Regions from separate parts of the Sus scrofa genome. Here region 2 is linked to region 1. A link is a contact called in public HiChIP or PLAC-seq data. All regions are on one chromosome and are shown on one strand. Each heading gives the region's core, a stretch centred on a gene start, on an enhancer-like site or on the middle of the called end of the contact. The rest is flanking DNA. Distances are from core to core; before and after follow the strand shown.

Region 1 (3,507 bases), core at 655-3,154:
AAACTGTGGTGTAGGTCACAGATGCGGCTTGGATCCCTGCTTGTTGTGGCTGTGGCTGTGGCATAGGCCAGCAACTATAGCTCCCATTGGACCCTCAGCCTGGGAACTTCCATATGCCAGGGGTGCAGCCCTAAAAAGCAAAAAATAAAAAATAAATAAATTTTTTAAAGTGCTTCTTGTCCTTCAAGCAAAAGAAACATCCATTGTCTGGCCCTCTTCAAGGCACAGTACATCTCTAACTTCCAACCTTGGCATGGCACTTTTTTCCCTTTTCCTATTGTAAGAGCTCTCTAAAGTCTTGTCTACAGAATAATGAAGAAAACATCACTGTCTGCAAGACTGCTTGTCACCTCTGAATATACTCTGTCAACATGCTGCCACTTCATCTTGTTTAGACTCATCGACTGCTTTGTAGAAGGACACCAATGTCCACATCTATCTCCTTGAGACAGGCAGAAAAATGAATTCTTTTTCCTGTCTCAAAAAGAGCTGACAAGCTTTTAGTAGTGTTTATCTTCACTGAAGGGTGATAACCTTGAAAATGAAAGTTAAAAGAGACTGATACAATTAAGTACATAGTCTTCTCCAATCTATATTACTGTTAGTTTTCTTCTATAGTTTAATATGTCAAAGTTTTCTATTGTCCATATTGATTTTTTAAATTTAAAGTTAATTTTATTTACAGAATGCAAGTGCATCATGCTTGACCCTTTTGTAAAACTGTAATCCCTCTTAAGCCTAAAATGAGTTAAAAATTAGTTCCTTTAATATTTTCCATCCTTTCAACTACTTTTCCCATATAATCTGTGTCATATTTTATTTTCCTTTGCATTTGTTCACCTCATGTTATGTCATATGCAGTCTTGGGGTTTTTTAAAAATAATTTTCCGTGATTATAAGGCAAAATCTTAGCATTCTAATTGTTTACATTGGATTGACTCAGGGACAGTAACAGATGGATTTTAACAATTTCATTAATAATTTGTTGCTATAGACTGAATGTTTGTGTCCACACCCCCAAAAAATATACATGTTGAAATTCTAACCCCCAATGTGATGGTATGAGGAGGTGGGGCCTTTTGGAGGTGATTCACTCATGGGGTCTAGCCCTCATAAATGGGATTAGTGACCTAGACTGTGCCCACTACTAGGGTTCATCCAGACATGGATATATCTGGCAAGATGGTAGCTTGGTCCTCCAGAGACCTTTCTGCATGAGGGACTCTGAGTCCCTTAGGAAAAGGCTCAGCCCTAACAGAACAGGAAAGCTTTGGCCTTCAGCAAAAGCAATGTTTCTGAGTCCAGTATCATGTTGATTGCTCTGCTTTGTCTTAGGGCTGACCCCCAAGGTGTTGTGTCTGAGGCATGGCTGGGGTGGGGGAGGGGGTTGAAGAGCGCATGTGCAAAAACAAAGTGTAACACAAAATGGAAGAACACCGTTTTTCCCCATTATGCAGCAAAGCAAGGTGCAGCTGTGGCATCTGTGGGCTCCTGATTCAGCTCTGATGGAGCTGGTGGTTCCTGGTGAATGACTAGCAGCAGATTCCTGAGAGGGGTGGCAGCCAGCCTGCATACACTGGTGCCAAGCACACAAGAATTCCTCACAGACACACTGAAAGGTTATTCTAGGGGAACTGAAGTTTTGCAAAAGCAGGGCAAGCATTCTCTGCAGCAGCTCTGCTACTCTCCCCTCTGCTGCTGCCACCTACCAACTTCACATGCCTGTCTCCACAAGTGAGCCTGGCCAGTCTAGGGTCTGTTGTAGGCGGGGCTCCATCATCAAGTCGTGGAGGCTACTAGTCAGAAGGGGCCTTGGAGGCCAGATTCACACTGCCCTCTCCCATCTCTTTGTAGCTAGCTGGCACTGGTGGGGCTCTGAGCACCCGCTGAGTCGATGAGTCAGCATCCACCCACAGCTGGGTGTTGGTGCTTGTTCTCAGTAGGAGCTGAGTGCAGGCTAGATATCCTTGTGGGCTTAATCTAGCCTGCAGGCTGTATTTTGCCACCCCTGCTCCAGCCCTAAATTACTTCATGGTGACACAAGAATGTCTAAAAGTTACACTATCTGGTTCTTGCTCAGAATTTGATGTTACACCCTAAGTGTGTTATCCCAATAAAATACATGCCATCTCATGTTCTTTTTCATACTATTTCTAAAGAGCCAATGAAGGTCTTTCTTTGGCATGAATTTTTTTTTTAATCTTTCCCTCTCCCACCTCCACAAAATAATTATTGTCTAGTAGATATATCACGCAGTGACTTTGAGTAACCTAAATTATAACTTGCCCAAAAATAGCACAATCTAAAAAGTAAAGATTTTGAGACTTCATAGCAAGGTTTTAAGATGCTATCACACAGGGCTGGACAGAGTAACATCTCAACAAATAAATTTTTAGTTGGGTTTTAAATGGAATGAAATATCTGCTTGTTAGTTTGTTATCTGTGAGCAGGGCAGTGTGGTATACTCAAAGAGGAGCTTAGAAGACTCTTCTTTGAAGTCACCATTCAAATCCTAACTCCCTTACATGGTGTATAACCTTGGGGAAAAAAAATCATAAAGCAGAGATAATATACTGTATTCTCTGGGATGTGGTAATGATACAAATAAGTCTATAAATCATCTACTATGTTTGGTTCAATGGGAGTTAACTTTTTTTTTTTTTTTTTTTTTAGTCTTAAAAAATAGCTTTTTGGCCATATCCAATGAGGATCAAAAGGTCAGCCTCTGTCAATTCTCAGCTCTTAGCTAAGAGCATATAATGACTGCTATCAGGGACCTCTGTAAGAGGTTTCTGCTGTTTGAAAACTGAATGTCGGCTGTAGTGTAAAAATGGAAGTTCTTGATGGTGCCTGAGCCTTGGATGCTATAGAAACTTGCAGAAATATCACAGTTCCATTTTACTGACAACAAAAACTGTAAGCAGTCCCTTGATTAAATATGGCACATACCACTTAACCTGAAATACTGGGAGGTGGGAAGCAGGGAGATTACCCCATATTCCAAGGTCAAGTTTGGCCCACCTCCATCTATCTTTAACAACTCATTATGGAGACAGCACTGGACTGACTTAGGAGTCTAAAACCATGAGGTCTGGCACTGGTTCCACCGCTTCCTAGCTGTGTGCCTGAGATAAGCTACTTAAGTTCACTGAACCTCATTTTCTCATCTTTCTACCCTAATTTATTGACAGTTATCATCCTCCTCTCTGTCCTGGCTCCACCTATATTGCTTGGGCTTAATGAATGTCTCCTCAGCCCTGTGTCGGGTATTGACTTGTATCATCTCCTGTAATCTTTATACCAACGTAGTGAGGTAACTGTGAGTCCCATTTTACAGATGAGAACACTGAACCTCTGTGAGGTTAATCAGTTTACGCATCCAGTGAGTGGCAGAGCAGGAATCCAACTTCAAAAACCACTTGGTTGGAGTTCCCGTCATGGCGCAGTGGTTAATGAATCCGACTAGGAACCATGAGGTTGTGGGTTCAATCCCAGCCCTTGCTCAGT
Region 2 (3,896 bases), core at 4-2,503, 600 kb after region 1:
TCCACTACTGAATGAACTGGCTCATCACAACGACAAAACAGTAGATAAAAATAAGCTATTTGCTAAGAAGGGAAAATGATGACCGTGATAACACCGCAGAGGCAACAAAATCAATCAATCAAAAGCAACAAGTCAAACACAAGTGAAATGAAAGCACAAATGTATCTTTCCACTGACATTGGTCTCAACTCAGGTCATCTGGCTTCTGAAAAACAAAATTTTCTCACAATATTATTAATTTGAATTTTTTTAAAGTTCTTAATTTATAAGTCTTTTGGTTTTGTAGCTTATAAAAACTGTAAGGATAAGAAGTTTATGCATATTTTATGTCTGTACACATTTATGTTTACATTAAAATGAAAGTGGTTAAGATCACCACTGCAGCGCTGTAATGTCCCTTTTCCTTTTAGGATACAAAAATAACAGATTTGGTGCCTAACAAATTTCCATGAGTCCACTCAGTGTCTGAAATAAACATAACAAGTTTGACAAGTACTGTTGAAGATTCATACAACTCTGATCAGAGGGATATTTGAAAGTTACATTAACACATTGATTCAAGTTTATTTTATAAATTTACAGAGTTAGAAGGAATCTCTGTCAGTCCTATAATTTCTTTCTTTACTGCCTTCACCTTGTGAACAAATTCTATTTGATTTTAATGATTCAGAATGAGGATTAAGATCATATTCAAGTAACATTTTATCATTTGACCGTCTGTGCATGGATGTTTCTTACTGTGCCCTTTAAAACACATTTCAGCATTTCCTCCACTGCATCTTCTCACACCGCATTCAATTACAACTTCCGCTGCTTTTGAAACATGAGATTCTGGAGGGCAAAGCTCTCTCTCCGTTATCTTTGTGCCTCCAAGTACCTAGCACTATGCTGTGAATACAAGAAGTACTCAGTAAAATCAAACCAGGCGCATGATCAGTTGGTACCAAAATAGATTTGGCTCCTAACAAATTTCCCTACATCTCCGCAATGTCTGGAATAAACTTATCTTGTTAGCATTTTTTTTTTTTTTTTTTTTTTTTTTTTTGCTGTGATGGAGAAAAGAGATTCAGGAAACTTACATTAGATTATTTACTAAAACAGAACCCAATGAGGGAAGTGCAAAGACAGGCAAAGGCAACCTCTTAATAAGAAAACACAACTGATGCAACTAAGAGATATATACAGATGTTAAACTGTATACAGAGTGACAACCTCAGGAAAAAGTCTGGCTGCTGCTGTCTCTCAGATGCCCATCATATTCAGTCCTCGATAACCACTTCCTCCAAAGCACAGAATCACCCCAGAAGATCAACTCAGGCAGAAGATCATTTGAGGACAAGGAACAGAGTCTCAAGACCGGAATTCCCACAGAAAATACCCTCACTGAAACCAACCAACATTTTTGTGAAGTTAAAGTTGGGCACGTGATCAAAAACAATGAGAAGCAGCAATGCCTTTAAACCACAACTCTTTCTGGATTGCAGACTCTGCATACACATAGTTCCTGTAGACACAGTTTAGTAAACCTTCAAAAATACATACGTTGTTAAAATTTTAAAAAAAAAACTGCCTCAGGGCAATTTTAGAGAAATCCCCAGGACTTCTCTGCTGGTGTAATGTTAAGAAAGGAAAATCAGCACTGATCATTCATACTTTTGATTACAGTCACAGGGCCTGGTCTGACTTGGAGGATAGAGCCAAGCAGTAGAAAGATCAAGTTTTCTGTGTACTTCCCATTTTATAGGTTAGGTTTGGAAATTGTCTCATGACTCTTATGGACACATAAAAGTGACATCAATTAGCCCTATATTTAGAGGTAGTATTTGTTATAAATGGATATAAACCAGCTCTGTGCTAAGGATTCAGAGAATTATTTGACTCTCTTGTTGCTTGTTTCCTCGTCTTGAAATAAGTGTAGTTGTAGTATCTGCCTCATAGGTTGGTGGAAAGGATTCAGTGAATGCATAAAAATAAAATAGTTAGCACAGATTATTATATGGTAGAACTCAATAATTTTAAAATATTGAGTATATTGTTAGATAGGCCTCATAATTGTTTACTTCTTTTTCAATATACAGTATGATCTACTGAAAATAGAACCAAATTAGATGCCTGGCCATTTACTCCTTTTTCTGTTTCTGCTGTTGGCAAGCTGTTTTAACCATGCTGTTTATCTAGGTTAATTCCACAAATACCTGTAGAGTACTTCTACGTACAATAGATAAGACCCTGGCCTCCCAGTAAAACTGAAATAATGCCGTGAGTACCAAAGAGATAATACAAATGAAGGGTTTACAATTCTCATAACTCAATGGATGATGAGAAACACTTTTCTCAATGAAGCCAAATTCTACATAAAGAAAAACCATTTTGAACTCTAAAACAGGAGTTTAGTTATTATACACAAATATATCTGATTATAAGACACCTTATCTAAGGCATTATAATAGCCTGCACCCTAAGTCCATCGTTATTCTGAAAAATCATTATCTATGATTTACTAGGAAGTATAATGAGGTTTCTATTTTCTTATGAATTATAATAATTTATTATGTATTTAATAACAAGTGCTCTAATTGAAAATACATTCAGGAATTGAAACTACATTATATATGCATACATTTTTATTTTATATTAAATATACATATTAAAAAACAAAAAAAACACGCAAATTGCCTACTATGTAAGACATTAGAAAGGATAAGGCAGTGTTTTTTTAAACAGTGATATAAGAAAATTTTTAAAAAGTAAACTAATCATTTGAGTACACAATAAAAAAAAAAAAAAAAAAGGCCAAGGGAAGGACAAAAAAGAAATTGAGACCATAATTTCCAGAAAATAGTACTACAAAAACTAGTAGTTTCCTCCATTTTGGGAGTCATTATTTAGAAAACTGAAAAAAAAAAAAAAAAGTCCACCCACAACAAAAACCATAATATAAAATACTTTGGGAAAACCTTGACAAGAAACATTCAGGTCCAAAAAGAAAGAAACAAGAAAATTCTATTGTAAGAAATGAAAGGATTGAATATATGAAAAAAATTACAGTTGTACAAGAAAAAGTGGAAAACTGTAAATATTTTAATTATACCCAAAGTAACCTAAGATTTAAATTCCCCATCAAAATCCCAATGTGATTTTAAAAGTTAGGAACATTATTCAAAATTCTACATCAATATTCAAAATAATGCTATGTGCTAGAGAATTTGAGTCAAGTTTTCAAAATAAATAATTGTTATGCTATCATTTCCTAAGATCTAAAATAGCAATTTAATAACACGTTGGAATATACAAAGATATATAAATTGTTGTATTGAAAAGATGGATTCTGTACTTTTTTTTGGGGGGGGGGTCTTTTTAGGGCCGCACCGGCAGCATAAGAAGGTTCCCAGGCCAGGGGTCCAATTGGAGCTGTAGCTGCTGGCCTACACCACAGCCACAACATGGGATCTGAGCCATGTCTGCAACCTACCCTACAGCTTATGGCAGTGCCAGATCCTTAACCCACTGAGCGAGGCCAGGGATCAAACCTGTGTCCTCATGGATACTAGGCAGATTCATTTCCGCTGAGCTGCGACGAGAACTCCGGATTCTCTGTCTTTATATATGTGATTTTGTGTAGTAGAAATGTAGTCACTTGCTCTTTGGAATAAACACTTTTAGGTGTTATCATGAAGTTCCAAATATACTATTATGAATGATTACTAAATATTTCTCACCCACTTTATGCAATTATAAGATGTGAAGTCCTATGAGGATTAGAAAGATTAGTAAAATATAGACCTTGACCTTATGTAGCTTGCACTTTATTTGGAATATGTGTGTAAGAAAACATATGGTAGAAAATACAAGATATTCTTACATATTTTAAGCTCAGATTATAGTATTGTGCCATT

Evidence for each region. HiChIP or PLAC-seq counts read pairs in DNA pulled down with a chosen protein or histone mark.
Region 2: a contact with region 1 is called in an H3K27ac HiChIP or PLAC-seq map of alveolar macrophages. The contact joins two enhancer-like sites. A contact is called at or near these places in 1 of 47 Hi-C or Micro-C datasets (embryonic fibroblasts) and 1 of 2 datasets of contacts at active chromatin or transcription factors (alveolar macrophages).

What each region holds. Positions count from the first base shown.
Region 1 is chr15:99,551,442-99,554,948 of Sscrofa11.1, forward strand. No RefSeq gene overlaps it. Among named protein-coding and RNA genes, the nearest start is that of SLC39A10, 32 kb to the right of the region's middle. Within about 2 kb of position 1,905, at least 23 of the 83 cell types and tissues checked have an H3K27ac peak or open chromatin away from gene starts, as enhancers often do. A contact at or near this core is called in alveolar macrophages, where this site is marked.
Region 2 is chr15:100,153,673-100,157,568 of Sscrofa11.1, forward strand. The region is part of intron 16 of HECW2 (HECT, C2 and WW domain containing E3 ubiquitin protein ligase 2); the gene reads right to left. Among named protein-coding and RNA genes, the nearest start is that of STK17B, 89 kb to the left of the region's middle. Within about 2 kb of position 1,254, at least 23 of the 83 cell types and tissues checked have an H3K27ac peak or open chromatin away from gene starts, as enhancers often do. A contact at or near this core is called in alveolar macrophages, where this site is marked.